Regions from separate parts of the Lactuca sativa genome. Here region 1 is linked to region 2. Evidence: chromatin contacts called from public Hi-C data. All regions are on one chromosome and are shown on one strand. The core of a region is the stretch at or near the end of the contact, and the rest is flanking DNA. Distances in the headings are between cores, read along the strand shown.

Region 1 (4,135 bases), core at 604-3,103, 170 kb before region 2:
TAGTTATAGGGTTGAAATTAGTTGTAATATTATCTGAAAACAGTTGAATAGAGTTTTGTATGATGTATTGAATTGTGGTAGTTTGAATGTAGGTATTGAATGGTTTATATTGAATGTATTAAATGGATATTGCATATTGAATGAAGTGTTACATGGCACACATTTTATTGTAATTTACATTGAATTTGGCTGCAATTTCAACAGCCAAAAGACAAGGACAATGATAATTGAATTTGTCTGTAATTTCAATAGCCAAAAGACAAAGGACATTGATAGAAACAAATAGGGAATATGATTCCCAGTAGACAATTGACATTTGATTCCCATTATAATCTTCTTAATAAACTAATGCATTAATACCAATAAAGATTGAAAAAGACAAAACACAATCCGATTCCATTACTTAAAGGCCATAAAAAGTCGTTAGGTTACAAGCAAGGGTAGTATTGTCAAATTAACAAAAGAAAGTCACCATACATAGTGTACTATTACATACTTCCAAAGCAAAAGAAAACAAGTAACCCTAATCAGTCTAAAGTAACTGGGTTGTCCTCAGTCACTCCTTTGCTATCCTTTCGAAAAATCTGCTTCCTTATTTGTATCTTGCTTATTCTCTCTGAAGGCTTCCTTTTTCTAACACCAAGGCTCTTAGGCACTCTAACACCAAGATTCACAGACACTTGGTTAACAGGTACTGGATTCATAGGATCTTGGTTGATAGGTACTTCATTCACATGATCTTCATTCACATGCTTTTGATTCACACAGACATTCTCTTGAATGACAGGCTCTTGATTCACAAGGACATGCTCTTAGGTCAAAGGACAAAATGTGGACAAGTGTGGAAAAAAAAAGTCAGGGACTAAATGTGTATAAAACCAATAATATTTTACCCTTTTAAGTCATTATCCCTTTGCTTTTTTATATAAAAAATTACAAAATAATAATAAAAATAAAAGTATTTTATCATTTCATTCGTAAACACTCAATTGAAAGCAAAGTGTATTTTTATCATTTCATAAACACTCAACAAGATTTGTTAATAAAATTAGTCATAAGGATTATTAGTGTGCTAAATTTTGTCAAGGCTTAACTGAGTTAGACTGTTGAGCTCGGCATACCGAACTAAGTCACTCAACACCAAGCTCATGTCGAGTCTACTCCCCATAGTCTTAGATTGCACGTAATTTGTATGGGGGCACACTTATCAAGTAGGATACGTCGGGCGTAGAATGATATAAATAGGGACGAGCATTTGGCTCGGTGGAACTCGACCTGACCGAAAAAGAAAACCTCAATCGAAACTGGGGTAATCAGTTTAGTTCTCGATTCTTCAGTTTTCGGTTAGGTTCGGGTCGGGTCGGGTATTAAACACATACTTAAAGAGCATACATATTTGTAGGACCGAATCGAAACCAGAACCGACAGAACCAAAACTACACTATCTAGTCCAATTCTTAGTTCTTTATATCTCATTAAATCGATTCCTTGTTTTCCAGTTTTCGATTCGGTTTTAGATTGAGGATCATCCTTAGATATAAAATGATGGCCTAATAATATATACAATTTTTGAAGGAAATTGACAGTTATTTTCAGCTATCTACGTTAATGACATTATTAAATGTAGTACATAACAATATTTTTTATATACATAACAATTTATGCTTTAAAATATTGTATTGTATAACTTTATAAAGTATAAATTGTTATATATAAAAAAAGTATTATATTATATAATTTTATAAAACATAAATCAATGTGTACATAAAATCTTTTTCTATACATAAATTTTTTTATAAAGCATAAATTGTTTTTTTCTATAAAGCATACCTTGTATTGCCTGTTATTGTGAATTAAGGTCAACGTTGACCCATCATCAACCAATAACGTCTCACTCTCTAGACCAGGTTTATCGCACTAGCTAAAAGCTCCTTCACTCTTGCAAGTTTCTCTCGTTACCTAGCATTGTTCTTAAATTCCGATCATCGCTATCCGATCCTACAGTTGATGTAATCGGATCCCTAGATCAACATATATAGTTTTCATTTATTCTGTCGGATCCAATCGGTCGATCGAGTTTCTTCCGTTGGGATTTGGTGGTTGTTTTCTAGTAATTTAGGGTTTGAAGTGCATCGAACAATGGTGCCTTCACTCCAGTTCTCCACTCTCCCTTGCGTTACCTCTTTCTATGGTAGCAGTTCACGTTCTTATCATCTGAAACCCCGTCTTGAAAAAGGTGATCGTCGTGGTAATCTTAGTTAACACTCAGCCTATTATTCGTCCTTTTCCGTCTAATAAGCATCTGTAGCTTTTGCCCTGTGTAATCTTCTCAATCTATCTTCCCCTCTCGTTTTTCGATTTTATTACCATATTCTGCCTCTGATACGGCGAAATCGCTCTCCTCGCTCCGCCTCGAGGTATCCTGGACCGTTTGATTCAGGTGCGTGTTGAAGTTTGGATTAAACGCATCTTATTTAACGAAAAAGGTACATATCGTTACATATTTACATATTCCTCTTTCACTTTGACGCATTGGGCTGATCCCCGTGTAGATGTTGCATTTCTGATAGATTTACATCACATGTGTATATACAGTGGATTCACATTCTCTGTGTCAGAAACAATTCCTATAATGTTTCATTTTGCGTACATGTTTTCTTAGTTCTTGTCCCATTCACTCATTTGCTTGCAAACTTCAGTTTAATGTTAGATTCAGTAATTAAGTATTTTTTTAATTGTTGTGATTCCAACTGCTGATCTGCATGTTTAACGATATTTAAGATGAAAGTCAAAACAAATTATACTGTAACATGCTGTTAGTATTCTGGGCAATGAATTGAATTGTGTATGTCTGCATTAACAAGCTAAAGGCAATGAACAATGAGCCCTAAAACAGAATTGGTTGTTCTTCCGAATCAACATGGAGGTACTTTAATGTGCAGGCAGGGTACTAATCTATTACATACTTAGAAATTTGAGTTTACTAGAGTCACAATTCATTACATTTCACTTGCAGCTGCAAACCAGTGCCAATGGACATTGATGTATCAACCTCTGTTGATGTAAACAACTGCCATGGATTGTATATATACACACCTGAATCCACTCAAAATCTTTCTGTGGATAAACTCGGGAACAATGTCACTCAGTTTCTGAATGTCCAAGATGACAAAGATGGGGTTCCAGGCTGTAAACCACCACACGGAAAATATGAGAAGTATTTCAGCAATCCAACAACATTTATTTGTTCAATCGAATCCACTCTCTCTCCAGGAGCATCTGTAGAAGCCATAACTGTCAATGAGCCTACACCTTGTGACAACCTTAAATCTGTTCATCCAACTTGCTCACATCCTCCATCTTTGCCTGTACGTATTGCCTTTATTTCAATATATTATCCCTGTTAGCATAAACATAAATCAACCCATTGATGATTGATTCTTTGAAGTGAAATTACTGTAAGTAGGATGCTATATTATATAATAAACAAATATACGGCAGTAGGTTGTTATGTCTTGCATTTAACCCTAATTATAAAGCCAATTAGCCTATTATATCGAGCCTTCACGATCCAAACATATAAATCCACTTTGTTTTCTATTACAATTTTCGATATTTGCCAATTGATTCTTTGAAGAAGTGAAATTACCATTTTGCCCCTTGACAATTTGTCTTCCCTACAGACTGCCTGGAAGCCTGTGTCAGCCATGAAAGGTAGCAGAGAGAAACGAGGAGTGACCCCACCTCAAAAACTGACAGTTAAGTGGGCCCCAGACGTCTATGATCCAGTCCCCACCTCAGTTTCCCACACGGTAACAAACAGAAACAACAGGCCTCAAAGACAAACCAAGAAAAACACAGAATCCAAACAGAAGAATGGAAACAAGTCATCACGTGGAAGTGGAAGTAAATACAAAGACAAAAAACAAGGCCGGAAGCGTGGTGGTGATTCTTCCACTGCTGGTTTCAAGCCGCCTGAGCAGGAGGAGGAGGTGATGGGTGATGGTGATTATGGCCTGCCGCCACCAGCCACCATGGAGTTTCATGTCGGAAATCCAGATCAATTCTGTGGGACCAGCTTTCTGAATAGGTATGACACAAACCAGGTACGCTATCCTTCTTTAAGATTGTAAAT
Region 2 (4,609 bases), core at 1,652-4,151:
CAAGGAAGGTAGTGTCACCCAACTAGGCCACCTAGTCCCTAATGGCATACTACGGTCTACGGCTTAGTGACTTTTACAAACTTGGAAAACACATTGTAACAAGAATATGAATATAACAGCTGAGAACACGAAACACAAAAGCCAATATCATGAAAAATGAAAACAGAGAACACGTAATTTCCCAGGAATAGGAGATTAGAGTGCATTATTGAGGTGTGATGAAACCAAATGAAAATAAGCACCAAATTTCTTGTTTAATAAGGTGTACCTTTACATGTAATTTGGTATGCAAAAAGACACGACAAAAGACAAATATAATGATCACATCAAGTTTGGTTTGTTTACCATCATATCATATAATAGCATATGCATAATAGGACAAGATTATCTACCAATATGATTTGATTAAGCAAAAAAATAAAGTCTCTCTCATAAGCCCCCTTAGTCATATTGTAAATCTACCGCCTCAAGCCCTCCACAATGTAATCCGCATACAGATCCCTTCATAAAACAAGAATATACATATAAATTTTGTTGAATTATGATTTAATTAATTAGAATACATATCCAATATGTTTTCTAGTAGTAAATATTAACAACTCATTTATCTATTTTTTTTATCAAATATCACACATGAAAAATTGATTTTTACGTACATCGAATGACTGACTGCCTCGATTGCCTTATCAGCTGGCAAGAAATCATCAACAGCGACCTCCTTATTCTCGTTCTTTTTATCTTATCATTTGTTAAGTTAAACAATATTTGCATCTTCAACAACATTTTTGTACAACAAATGGACAAGCTTTCTAGAGCTATTTCAATGATAGGATGAGGGCATTCATGTCTTTTTTTGCACATATATATATATATATATATATATATATATATATATATATATATATATATATATATATATATATATATATATATATATATATATATATGATAGTTAATATTATATACAATTTAGTTCTGAAAGGATACAGTCTTCAAAGAAACGACGGATCTCAGCTAAACGATGTGGTGGGAGCTCTTTGATGTCAGTGTAATGCCTATACTCAGGATCATCAGCACAAACTGCAATTATCTTGTCATCTTTTTCTCCCTGATGAAACCCAAAAATGTTTGTAAACATGTTTGATCGACATAAGGGCAAAAGTGTAAATTTGTTAGACCATATGAATACCTGATCAATCATGGGCATGACACCTATTGCTTTGGCACGTAGGAAACAACCTGGCAGGATGGGTTCCTGTATGTGTGTGCAAAACCTCCTTAAAATTGTAGCAAATATATAAATTTATTAAAAATTAGAAAACTTTGAAATGTTGAAATACCTGCATGATGACCAAGACATCAAGTGGGTCGTTGTCCTCACACAAAGTACGAGGGACAAAACCGTAATTGTGAGGGTACACAACTGATGAGTATAGAACACGATCAACCTGATAAAAACAAATTTGTAACTAGGGTGAACATTAATTCTTTAATTGTTATAAGTTATAACAGCTGAAATCTTTCATTACCTTGATAAGTCCTGTAGTTTTGTCAAGCTCATACTTCACCTTGCTCCCCTTGCTAATTTCAATCACCTAAAGAATAAACACGTTTCAGTAAATGGTTTACCCCATTGATTTCAGTAATCTGGGGTTTGATCTAAACTGAATTATAATTTATATCCTTACACAGTTGAAGATGGTTGGGGCATCAGGTCCTGAATTGGAAGATTGAGGAAGTCAGTTCTTGAATGTTGTAAGAAATCAAGAAGTAATGAAATGAAATGAAAAGAAGTACCTATTTCAAGATCATGCCATGGATGTGCAGCAACTGATCTTCTGCTCATGGATGAAATTATTCTTTCATTAAGAGGAGGACGTGAAGACTGATAAGATTCACGTTTCTTTGGAGCCTCAGTAGGTGTAGTCATACTTGCAAGCTACACATTCAGGAAAACCAAGAATGAGATTACAGGAAAAAAAAATCACAAAACAGAAGCGTGTAAAACAAGAACAGTTGTAAGATCACATTTTTCAATAATTTACAACATACATTCAGAATGATAGTGATCTGATTGCATCTACATAATCCATTGTTTTCATTTGAGTACTTTTTTGGGATTGGTTACTTTCTCACAATATTCTGTCGAAAGCAACTAGGGATCCCGATCGAAATCAGTCAAGATCCCCAAAATCAAAATAACTCCAATTAAATCAGTACCATAAATACAGAGTCTAAAGATGATTATAGAAAACTTGATCAAAAAAGCATTCACGAAATGGCTATCTAGAATCTGAGTGTACAACTTATCGAATGAGAAACTTTTGAATACTAAAAGGAGGGCAAGAGAACGAGAATGAAGATCGACATACACAAGTATCAAAACATATTATATGATCTTTGCCCAGGTCGAGTATTACTACAAACTTTTTTCTGTTAATATAACCACATATGTAGGAGAGAAACATAAATCAGATACAAAGATAAACTTAACTCTTTCTGCTATTTTGTAGTGAAACGTCGAGCTGAAGACGTAAATCTAACACGATAAACAATACTAGAACAAAAATAAGAAATCGAACAGAAAGAATACTCTATATCAAATCTCGAACTCCATAAAACCGATCGAAAAAAGCACATAACTATTCCTACAACTCATAATTCACAAGTCACAACTGAAACAGCATATAATGAACTGAAATCGAACTTCGAGTGCATTAGATAAAATAAAAATCAACAAACCTGAAATAATCCGTGGAGAAGAGAAAATGAGGAGCAGATCTAGAGATTTAACGAAAAATGTGCGTACGAATTAAGGCGAGGATATTGGGGGTTGTGCGTGATGAGCATATATGGATACAAGTATTGTGTATCTATATGTTTCCCACCGATTTTGCATTTTTGCAGGGGAAAACTGTCTCTGTCCACCGGGATTCACAAGTATTTACACCAACCACCCTATACTATGTTTAAATTTTATTTACACCCCCGTGTTTTTCGGTATCTATTTTGTAGAATTTATGGATTAAAATCAAAATTAACATTTTAAATACTAATTTAAATATTACCAAAAATAGGATAGATATTAGGTCTTTGAGTATTAATTTTCTAAGGATGTGTTTGGTACTTTGATATGTTTCTTATTAGGTCTGGTAAGAGGTTGGATTCGACTCGAACAGATTCAAACTGTTTGACACCACAATTAGAAGTCTCTGATTCGGTTATATAGTCACCCATATGTCTAATGTCTCTAACATATCTTCCATTGATACATTCATTGGTTACTTTTGATATAGATCTTTGGTGTCAAAGTATTTGAAATGTAAATTATCATGTTTACAAAAATCTAAAGGACGTAAATATGACTTGTATGTATAAGGACCCTTATGTAATATTTGTATTTATGGCATGTTGGACAAAAATGTATACAAATCACTCTTATTTGTATTTTATTGAGGTGAACTTTGTCCACACAATGCAAACCCAAAGGGATGTTCATTGAACGGATGAAAATTTTAATAGTGCATGTCGACCTCCCTTTTTTAAGTTGTTTCTAAAGTTTTTCTGGAAACAACTTTATTTAAGATCATGGAAACTTTAAATAAATTGATAAACATATGTTATTCATGATTAAACCCATGGGTTTTAGAAAACGGGTTTTTTAAGTTGTTTCTAAAGTTTTTCTTGAAACAACTTTATTTAAGATCATGGAAACTTTAAATAAATTGATAAACATACGTTATTCATGACTAAACCCATGGATTTTAGAAAACGGGTTTCACTACTACCCATGCATGTTTTAAGGATGTTTTAATAATATAAATTATTGTTACATGCCATTTTCTATACAAGTTTAACATATTAATAATTTTTAAGTTTTGGACCATGATTTCATTTGTAAGTTGTAACCATTAAGCGGATATTGGGCTCATAGCCTCAAAAGTCATAAGTATAATTGTCATCTGAGTTGGGCCAAACTTGAGCAGAAAGTAGGTAGGATTTATGAATATGGTTCTATTGGGCATTGGTCACGACACATGGTTTGTTAGGTGCTTACGGTTGTGTTGGCTTTTTTTAGAAATTGCAACTTATCACACTGTCACTTTGATTAAGGGTCTAATAATTAATAAACATTCATGCATTTGGCTATTATTGATTATTATAATCTATCAATGATACTAATTCAATTATTATGCCAAGGATATATATATATATATATATATATATATATATATATATATATATATATATATATATATATATATATATATATATATATATATGAAACTTAGGCCGTATTTGTTTCCCTCTTAATTGTAAAATTAAGAGGCAATATCTAGAAAATTTAGATTCAGATCGTTGTTTGCGTCTTACTTTTTACCTCTTAATTTATCAGATAGGGAACACAGTCTGAAAATAAAAAATAAAAAAGAGCGCGTGTTTTTGTTGATATACGATTGAATTTGAATGTGTTCAATGGATATGATAAAATGTTGATTTTGAATTTTTGATGTTATGGTTGATTTTTTATACTCGATTTTTTATGTTCAATCTTGCCTGTTATTGAAAATGTGCATTTGTTTTGTTGAAGTAGTCGTTGAAAATGTGT

What was found. A called contact is a pair of places that touch in the nucleus more often than the background predicts.
Region 1: a contact with region 2 is called in a Hi-C map of seed, with 3 times the contacts expected there. The contact joins the promoter of LOC111914920 here to the promoter of LOC111914924 in region 2. A contact is called at or near these places in 2 of 4 Hi-C or Micro-C datasets (leaf and seed).

The regions. Positions count from the first base shown.
Region 1 is chr1:69,287,715-69,291,849 of Lsat_Salinas_v11, reverse strand. LOC111914920 reads left to right here and starts at 1,853. Exons shown (of 6, transcript XM_052770843.1): 1 at 1,853-2,440; 2 at 2,865-2,942; 3 at 3,017-3,368; 4 at 3,684-4,106. The coding sequence starts at 2,881.
Region 2 is chr1:69,122,274-69,126,882 of Lsat_Salinas_v11, reverse strand. LOC111914924 (soluble inorganic pyrophosphatase 1) reads right to left here and starts at 2,901. Exons shown (of 9, transcript XM_023910634.3): 1 at 2,743-2,901; 2 at 1,798-1,939; 3 at 1,689-1,717; 4 at 1,530-1,595; 5 at 1,341-1,448; 6 at 1,190-1,255; 7 at 988-1,108; 8 at 657-738; 9 at 230-501. The coding sequence starts at 1,930. The coding sequence ends at 459.